2 separate regions of the Ovis aries genome follow, and region 1 is linked to region 2. Evidence: chromatin contacts called from public Hi-C data. All regions are on one chromosome and are shown on one strand. Each heading gives the region's core, a stretch centred on a gene start, on an enhancer-like site or on the middle of the called end of the contact. The rest is flanking DNA. Distances are from core to core; before and after follow the strand shown.

Evidence for each region. A called contact is a pair of places that touch in the nucleus more often than the background predicts.
Region 1: a Hi-C map of retroperitoneal adipose tissue shows a contact between it and region 2, with 4 times the contacts expected there. The contact joins two enhancer-like sites. A contact is called at or near these places in 14 of 16 Hi-C or Micro-C datasets (blood, hypothalamus, liver and 7 more).

Annotation. Positions count from the first base shown.
Region 1 is chr9:89,497,934-89,501,441 of ARS-UI_Ramb_v3.0, reverse strand. The region is part of intron 2 of ATP6V0D2 (ATPase H+ transporting V0 subunit d2); the gene reads left to right. Among named protein-coding and RNA genes, the nearest start is that of ATP6V0D2, 21 kb to the left of the region's middle. Within about 2 kb of position 2,016, at least 3 of the 54 cell types and tissues checked have an H3K27ac peak or open chromatin away from gene starts, as enhancers often do.
Region 2 is chr9:89,283,297-89,286,587 of ARS-UI_Ramb_v3.0, reverse strand. The region is part of intron 2 of WWP1 (WW domain containing E3 ubiquitin protein ligase 1); the gene reads left to right. Among named protein-coding and RNA genes, the nearest start is that of WWP1, 19 kb to the left of the region's middle. Within about 2 kb of position 1,492, at least 3 of the 54 cell types and tissues checked have an H3K27ac peak or open chromatin away from gene starts, as enhancers often do.

The sequences.
Region 1 (3,508 bases), core at 767-3,266, 210 kb before region 2:
TGGGCCTTTAGAATGTACGTATATTCCTGATCCCTGTCCCAGGAGACTCTGACCTAGTTGACCTGGGAGTGGGGCCCACCTGTATTTTGGAAGGCACCCGTGTTATTCAGATGGGCACCCCTAATTGAAAATGTCCCATTATGGTGCCCCAACCTTATGACTTGGAAGTCACTTTCACAATTATTCCTGAGTCTTTGGCCACAGTTAATTACAATGAATAGTGTTATCTCCTTGTCGGAGACCAAAGGAATCACACCAAAGCCTAGGTCTTCTGAATCACAGTCTGTGGTTTGTCCCACCATTCATGTGACGGGCCAGCACCCAGCAGTGCCTGGAGTTGAGCTCAGTGTCTTAGTCGTATTCGACTCTTTGCGATCCCATGAACTGCAGCACGCCAGGCCTCCCTGTCCATCATCAACTCCCAGAGTCCACCCAAACCCATGTCCATTGAGTCTGTGATGCCATCCAGCCATCTCATCCTCTGTCATCCCCTTCTCCTCCCACCTTCAATCTCTCCCAGCATTAGGGTCTTCTCCAATGAGTCAACTCTTCGCATCAGGTGGCCAAAGGACTGGAGTTTCAGCTTCAACATCAGTCCTTCCAATGAATACCCAGGACTGATTTCCTTTAGTGCCTGGAGATACATTACCAAAACGAAAGGTGTATGTGTGCAGGACAGGTGTCCAGTAGTTCTGAAACTGTTTTTCTTACTTCTCTTTTAGAACATATTGCAAAGTCAAGTGTCTGTCTAGCTCCTTGAACTGCCATCAAACAGGCTTACTTCCTGCCCTACTAGGAAATTCCCAGGGTATCATTTTGAAAATGATCAAGCCAACCCTATTAGAAATGGTCTATATTTAAAGTGGTATGATAAATACAATATGAATGTACAAGAACCGTACATTCATGTGATATAATTACCATATATGTGAAACTCGCTTTGAAAATCTGGAATGGATATTTTTGAGTGCCTAATCGCAGGAAGATCTGGAGGTTTTGTGTACTATAATTATACACAGTGCTGGGAAACAAAGGAGTGAATGCTATAGCATTTTAATGAAGAGACTGTGTAATGTAGGCTTGGATTCTTTTGTTTTTCTTCCCTCCTACTCAACACTTCCCCGCAGCATTTCAACTTCTATCTTTTGAAATTAGCTCTCTGATTAAAATATTTTAATATTCAAAATACTAATTTAATTTTTTAAGCTGTAAGTTTCATTAATCTTTTAAAATAAATTTTCTCAACGTAGGATAACCAAGGATATATGATCTTCAATACTTCACAGTAACATCAACCAAGAGTCATAGGTTAAGATCCACACAGTGAAGAAAGCTTTAGAGATTCATTTATAAAAGCTAATCAAAAGTTCTTGACTATCTCAGGGACACTGTATAACCCTCTACAGGTTTTGCGTTGTGTTGTACTTTAGGGGCCTGAACAGCTTAGTTTGCCCTACAAGTTTTCTCAGAATCAGGTCTTTTGGTGCTAAAATGAAGAAGTGAAAGTTGCTCAGTAGCGTCCGACTCTTTGCGACCCCATGGACCATACAGTCCATGGAATACTTCAGGCAATAATACTAGGTAGCCTATCCCTTCTCCAGCAGATCTTCCCGACCCAGAAATTGAACTGGGGTCTCCTGCATTGCAGGAAAATTCTTTACCAGAGTCCTCCACAAACTGGATCACAAACTTGGTCACCCCATCACTTGTTAGTCAAAACGTAAATAACATGATTCTGAGTCAGTGAGAACTCACATTCTAATGGAGCAGGTAGACGTGTCCACGAAGGGTGAAAAGCTGACAGAATTACACAACAGCTGTAATAGAGACTTGAGCATTCAACTGGAGGACGCTGGAGGGTGAAATGACTAATCCTGATTTTGAAAGATTTTGCAGAGAAGGTAGAATTTGAACCAGTATTTCAAGTGGGCGCCAGATTGAAAGAATACACTGCATAAGTGAGACATGGAAAGACTGTGTACCTGGGGGTGATGGGTCATCTCAGGCGTGGCTGGAGGCCAGGCAAGAGCAGGCGCGTAACTGGGGACGAGACGAGAGGCTGGCCTGACGCAGGGCTTCACCTGTCTCCATCAGCAACAGCCCGTCGAGGGACGCTTTTCAGGAAGGGTGCTACTGCTCCATGCTTCAAACACCCACGTCCTTTTTGTTAGTAAGAAATAGAGACCCTAAGACGTGCCATTGTGTATGTGTGTGTGTTAGGTGCTTAGTCGGGTCCGTCTCTTTGCAACCCCACAGACTGCAGCCCTCCAGGCCCCCGCATCCATGGGATTCTCCAGGCAAGAACATTGGAGTGGGCTGCCATTTCCCTCTCCAAAAGGATCTGTAGAAAGAAAGAAAGTGAAGTCGCTCAGTCATGTCCGACTCTTTGCGACCCCATGGATTGCAGCCTACCAGGCTCCTCCGTCCATGGAATTTTCCAGGCAAGAGTTGCCATTTCCTTCTCCGATGTGACACTGGGTTTTCCAAATAGCATTTCAAAGATGCTACTTTTTCTTGTTTGTTTTTACTTTTCAGCTGAGGGGGAATGATCTGCTACATATTTTAGGAAGAGGATTCTGCTGGTATTGTGAAAGACACATTGAAGAAATGAGACGTGAAGCAGAGAAACTATAGAGGAAGCTACTTTAAACGTTTACACTGAAAATGTTGATAGTAGAGATAGGAAGGAGAAGACAGTGGTTAGATGCATTTGCTAGGTAGACCTGACAGAATTTAGCATCTTGACCCATGATGCAACGAGTGGGAGAAAGCAATCAGTGATTCCTGGGATCCTAAGCTAAGGGAGAAAAGCATTTGCAGATAAGATAAAGAGTTTTGTTTTATTTCTAATCAAAAAGAATAAGAAGCCTATTTAAGTTACATTAAATTAATAAATTATCCTTAGTCTCACACTGATTTGACATATTTATACTCATACATTTTATAAGAATTAAGATCACCCTGTAAAATAATTTAATCTTTGATATCTATTACCAGAATTTTTTCATGCCAAAGGCTTCTTTCTAGTATTTTTAAATGACTGTTTAGGCTTCCATCTGGTCATGAGCATTCTAGGTGTGTTTTGTTTCTTCCTGACCTCCAAGTCTGCAAAGTATTTCATTTGTTAAATTCTGATTTCAAGAATCAAATTCCCAGGAAAAAGTATCAGGTTGAATAATATCCAGTTGACAACACTGTGTATTTGTGATTTTGACTCTTTGGCCAGAAAAGGTCTTCTGAAACCTTACAGATTGCACCATCTTAAAGGTTTTATATCCAGAGATTCTATGTGAAATGTTCAATGGGAAGCAAAAAGGTCCGTGGTCCAGCTGCTGATGAGACCTTCTTTGTGTAAAATTCTCCAAGTGCTGGAATTGAAAACACTGGTGCTCTCCTACAAAAGCAATACTTGGTCTTTCTGTAACTGAATGATACTTAATCAGCATGAGTGAGTGAATAAAAGTCACTCCGTGGTGTTCAACTCTTTGAGAATCCTCCAGGCCAGAAT
Region 2 (3,291 bases), core at 243-2,742:
TCCTGCGTGAAAGACCACCTGTCGCAGCAGGTGGCTTCAGTTGGTTCCTGAGCTCCTGCTTATGGGATGTCATGCAAGCATTTACCTCCAGCATCTATTTTCTGAGCTCTGTCTTAATTGGTCAGTAATAATTTTGGGGGGCTTTCGCTCAGTCAGGCTTTAGCCTGGGTTCTGGGAATGAATAAGATAATTTCTGCCCTTGGAGGTAGATACAAGGTTGGAGATAGAAGTAAGAGGGTAGAATAACTGAACATAAATGAGAATTACTAGGAAAGATAAAATAGGGCGAGGGGGTAGAGTTGAAGGAGTGGGGCTCTTTCTGTGCCTGGGCTAACGAGATTCTTTTTGGATGGGTTATATTTGAGTGGAGACCTGAGGCTGAGAAGGTAGCTGAGGGACTGTCAGATGGAGCAGGGAAAACAAAAGTGCAAAGAGGAGGAGAGAGGTGCGAGTTGCAGGGGCAGCAGGCCACATGGAACCAGGTTTGAGTTTGGGTGTTTTGGAGTTAGAATGAGAGACCTTTGGAGACTGAAAGAGCTTTTGCGATGATCCTGCTTTGGAAAGCTCGCTCTGACCCTGGATCGGGGATGGATGTGAGGGCACGCAGGCATAAGACGTGAGAGGAGGAGTCGAGAGGCGGGGCCGGGAGACCACGTGCTGCAGTCTAGGTGAGAAATCATGAAGCTTGGAGAAGAAGGTGATATTGGAGATGGTGAAAAGTAATCTCTTTTATCCCTGCATCTGATTAGTCCACCAGTTATTACAGATTCTGGACTTACTATCTCTGCTGCTTCCTCTGTTTTTAGTCCCTTTCCAGCCTAGCCCACTGTCAGGCTCCCCTCACAACACTGTTAGAGCAGTTCTTCCAGAGTGGGAGTCCTTCCCTGATGAAAATGCACTGGTGCTCAGTGGCTTTCTCAGTACTCTTTAGGGGCAGCTGCTTTCTCGCTCCCTTAAGGGCTCATCTCTTGAGACTCACTCTCCACAAACTTTCCTGAGCGGAATCAGTGATGTATTCACTGTCCATATTGGTGGTCTTCTCTGAGTATGGAAGGGCTTGAGAGCACTCTTTGCTCTTGTATGGACAGCCTGACGAAGGAGTCCTGCACCGCTCATCTCCGCTGTTGACCATCTCTCAAGCCTTTCCAGGCGCCTCATCACTGTCGCACAGAGTCTGACTTAGATGCCCCTCTGCTGCTGCTGTTCAGTCACCAAGGCATGTCTGACTCTTTGTGACCGCGTGGACTGTAGCCCACCATGCTCCTCTGTCCGTGGGATTTCCCAGGTGAGCATACTGGAGTGGGTTGCCGTTGCCTTCTCCAGAGGATCTCCCCAACCCAGGGACTGAACCCACGTCTCCTACGTGGGCAGGCGAATTCTTAACCACTGAGCCGCTGCTCCTGGGGAAGCCCGCCCTTGCTCTGTATTTCTGCTATATTCTCTGCACCGCCCTGTCAGCTTGACGCTGCTAACTGCCTTGTCTGTTTTTACGGCTAAATTATAAACTCACGGAGGGCAAAGAGCATATCAGAGATGAGTTTTGTATTCCCAGTGTCTAACATACTACCTGAAAACATGCATTAGTAGATTTATGTGCTGAATGACTTAATTCAGAAGTGTTAAAAGATGCCTACTTTGATTATTGATTTGATTATTGATACCTACTTTGATTATCAGATACCTGCTACCTGCTTTGTTTACTGATCAGCTCTGTTTCGTCCCATGGCGAACTGATTGTCTTTTACTGGAAAAGTTAGAGGCCTGAGTCAGGATTTCATTAGGGAGCGCGTGGAGGCCTGGTCCGTGTTTATTGAGTGGATCTCTGTCTGACGGTGCAGAGAGCTGCAGGAGAGAGTGGGTGTGGGGTGGCCGTTTGGTCTCGGAAGGAGAGGGAGATGTTTCAGCAGAGGGTGAGGCGGCAGCCAAACTTCACGGGTGCAGAAGTGAGCAGAAGGTGAGAAGGTTGGCTGTGCCTTTAAGAGGTTATTTGATCAAAGCATTTGGTTTTTCTTCTTAGTGTCTTCCTGTTTTTTTAAATAAGCCTCAGGTCAATTTGAGGGCCGAAAAGAAGAGGGTATAAATGGGAGGAGAGAGTATATTTAGGAGGTGAATGATGTGTAGGTACTCAGTCACTTTGGAAAGGAAGGTAGTCTTCATTTTCAGAGACTCAATACTAGGACAGGGTATTGCATAATATATTTTTATAAGAGTCTCCCTCAGAAATTATTTAAAATAAGGTAGATGGAGTGATTGACTCAGAATGCCAAAGAGTTGAGTTTAAAAGCAACCTCACTCACTGTTCAGAAAAATTTATTGATAGAATTGCAATAAGCAAGATTATATTTTTCTATAAATGCTTTTTCATTGTTTTATATTTAATGTTTTCCTGTTTTATGTGCTTAATAATTTAGTATTTATATATCACGTTATAATTCACAAAGTCCTGATATAATAATAGTAATTTCTCCTAAGACATCTGCTGCTGAGAGAGGTTAAGTTACTTGTTGAAGGTTATGTCAGTTTATATATATATTAAGCCTTTGTAAGCCAGACACTTTTCTTAGCCATTTGTCAATATTAACTCATTTAATCCTCTTAATAAATCTATGAGGTAGGTACCATTATTTTATAGATATAAAAACTGAGGCAGTGTAGGGTAAGGGAGCTTGCCAGTAGTGGAACCAGGATTTGAACCTAGACAATCTGGCTGCAGAATTTACTCTCTCAACTATTGTTATGCTGTCTCTTAGTAAATGTGGGTGCAGAAGTTCAGATTCAGACTTGCCTCTGGTAAGTGATAGTTTATTTTCAATTGTTGTTACTCTCTTCCTCCTACTCCCACCCACATCAGCCAGACTAAAGGACTTCTGTTAGTGAAAGTTTACTTGTTGACAGGATCTGAGTTGGGTTTCTTCTAACTTCTAACGTTACTAGATGTTGAGAGTTTTATATTGTTTGCTATAAAATGTAGTTTTGTTTTGTTTTTTACTAACCTCTGACTTGGCATCTGGTCCCATCACTTCATGGGAAATAGATGTGGAAACAGTGTCAGACTTTATTTTTTTGGGCTCCAGAATCACTGCAGATGGTGATTGCAGCCATGAAATTAAAAGACGCTTACTCCTTGGAAGGAAAGTTATGGCCAACCTAGATATTAAAAAAGCAGAGATATTACCTTGCCAACAAAGGTCCGTCTAGTCATGGCTGTGGTTTTTCCTGTGGTCATGTATGGATGTGAGAGTTGGACTGTGAAGAAGGCTGAGCACCAAAGAATTCATGCTTTTGAACTGT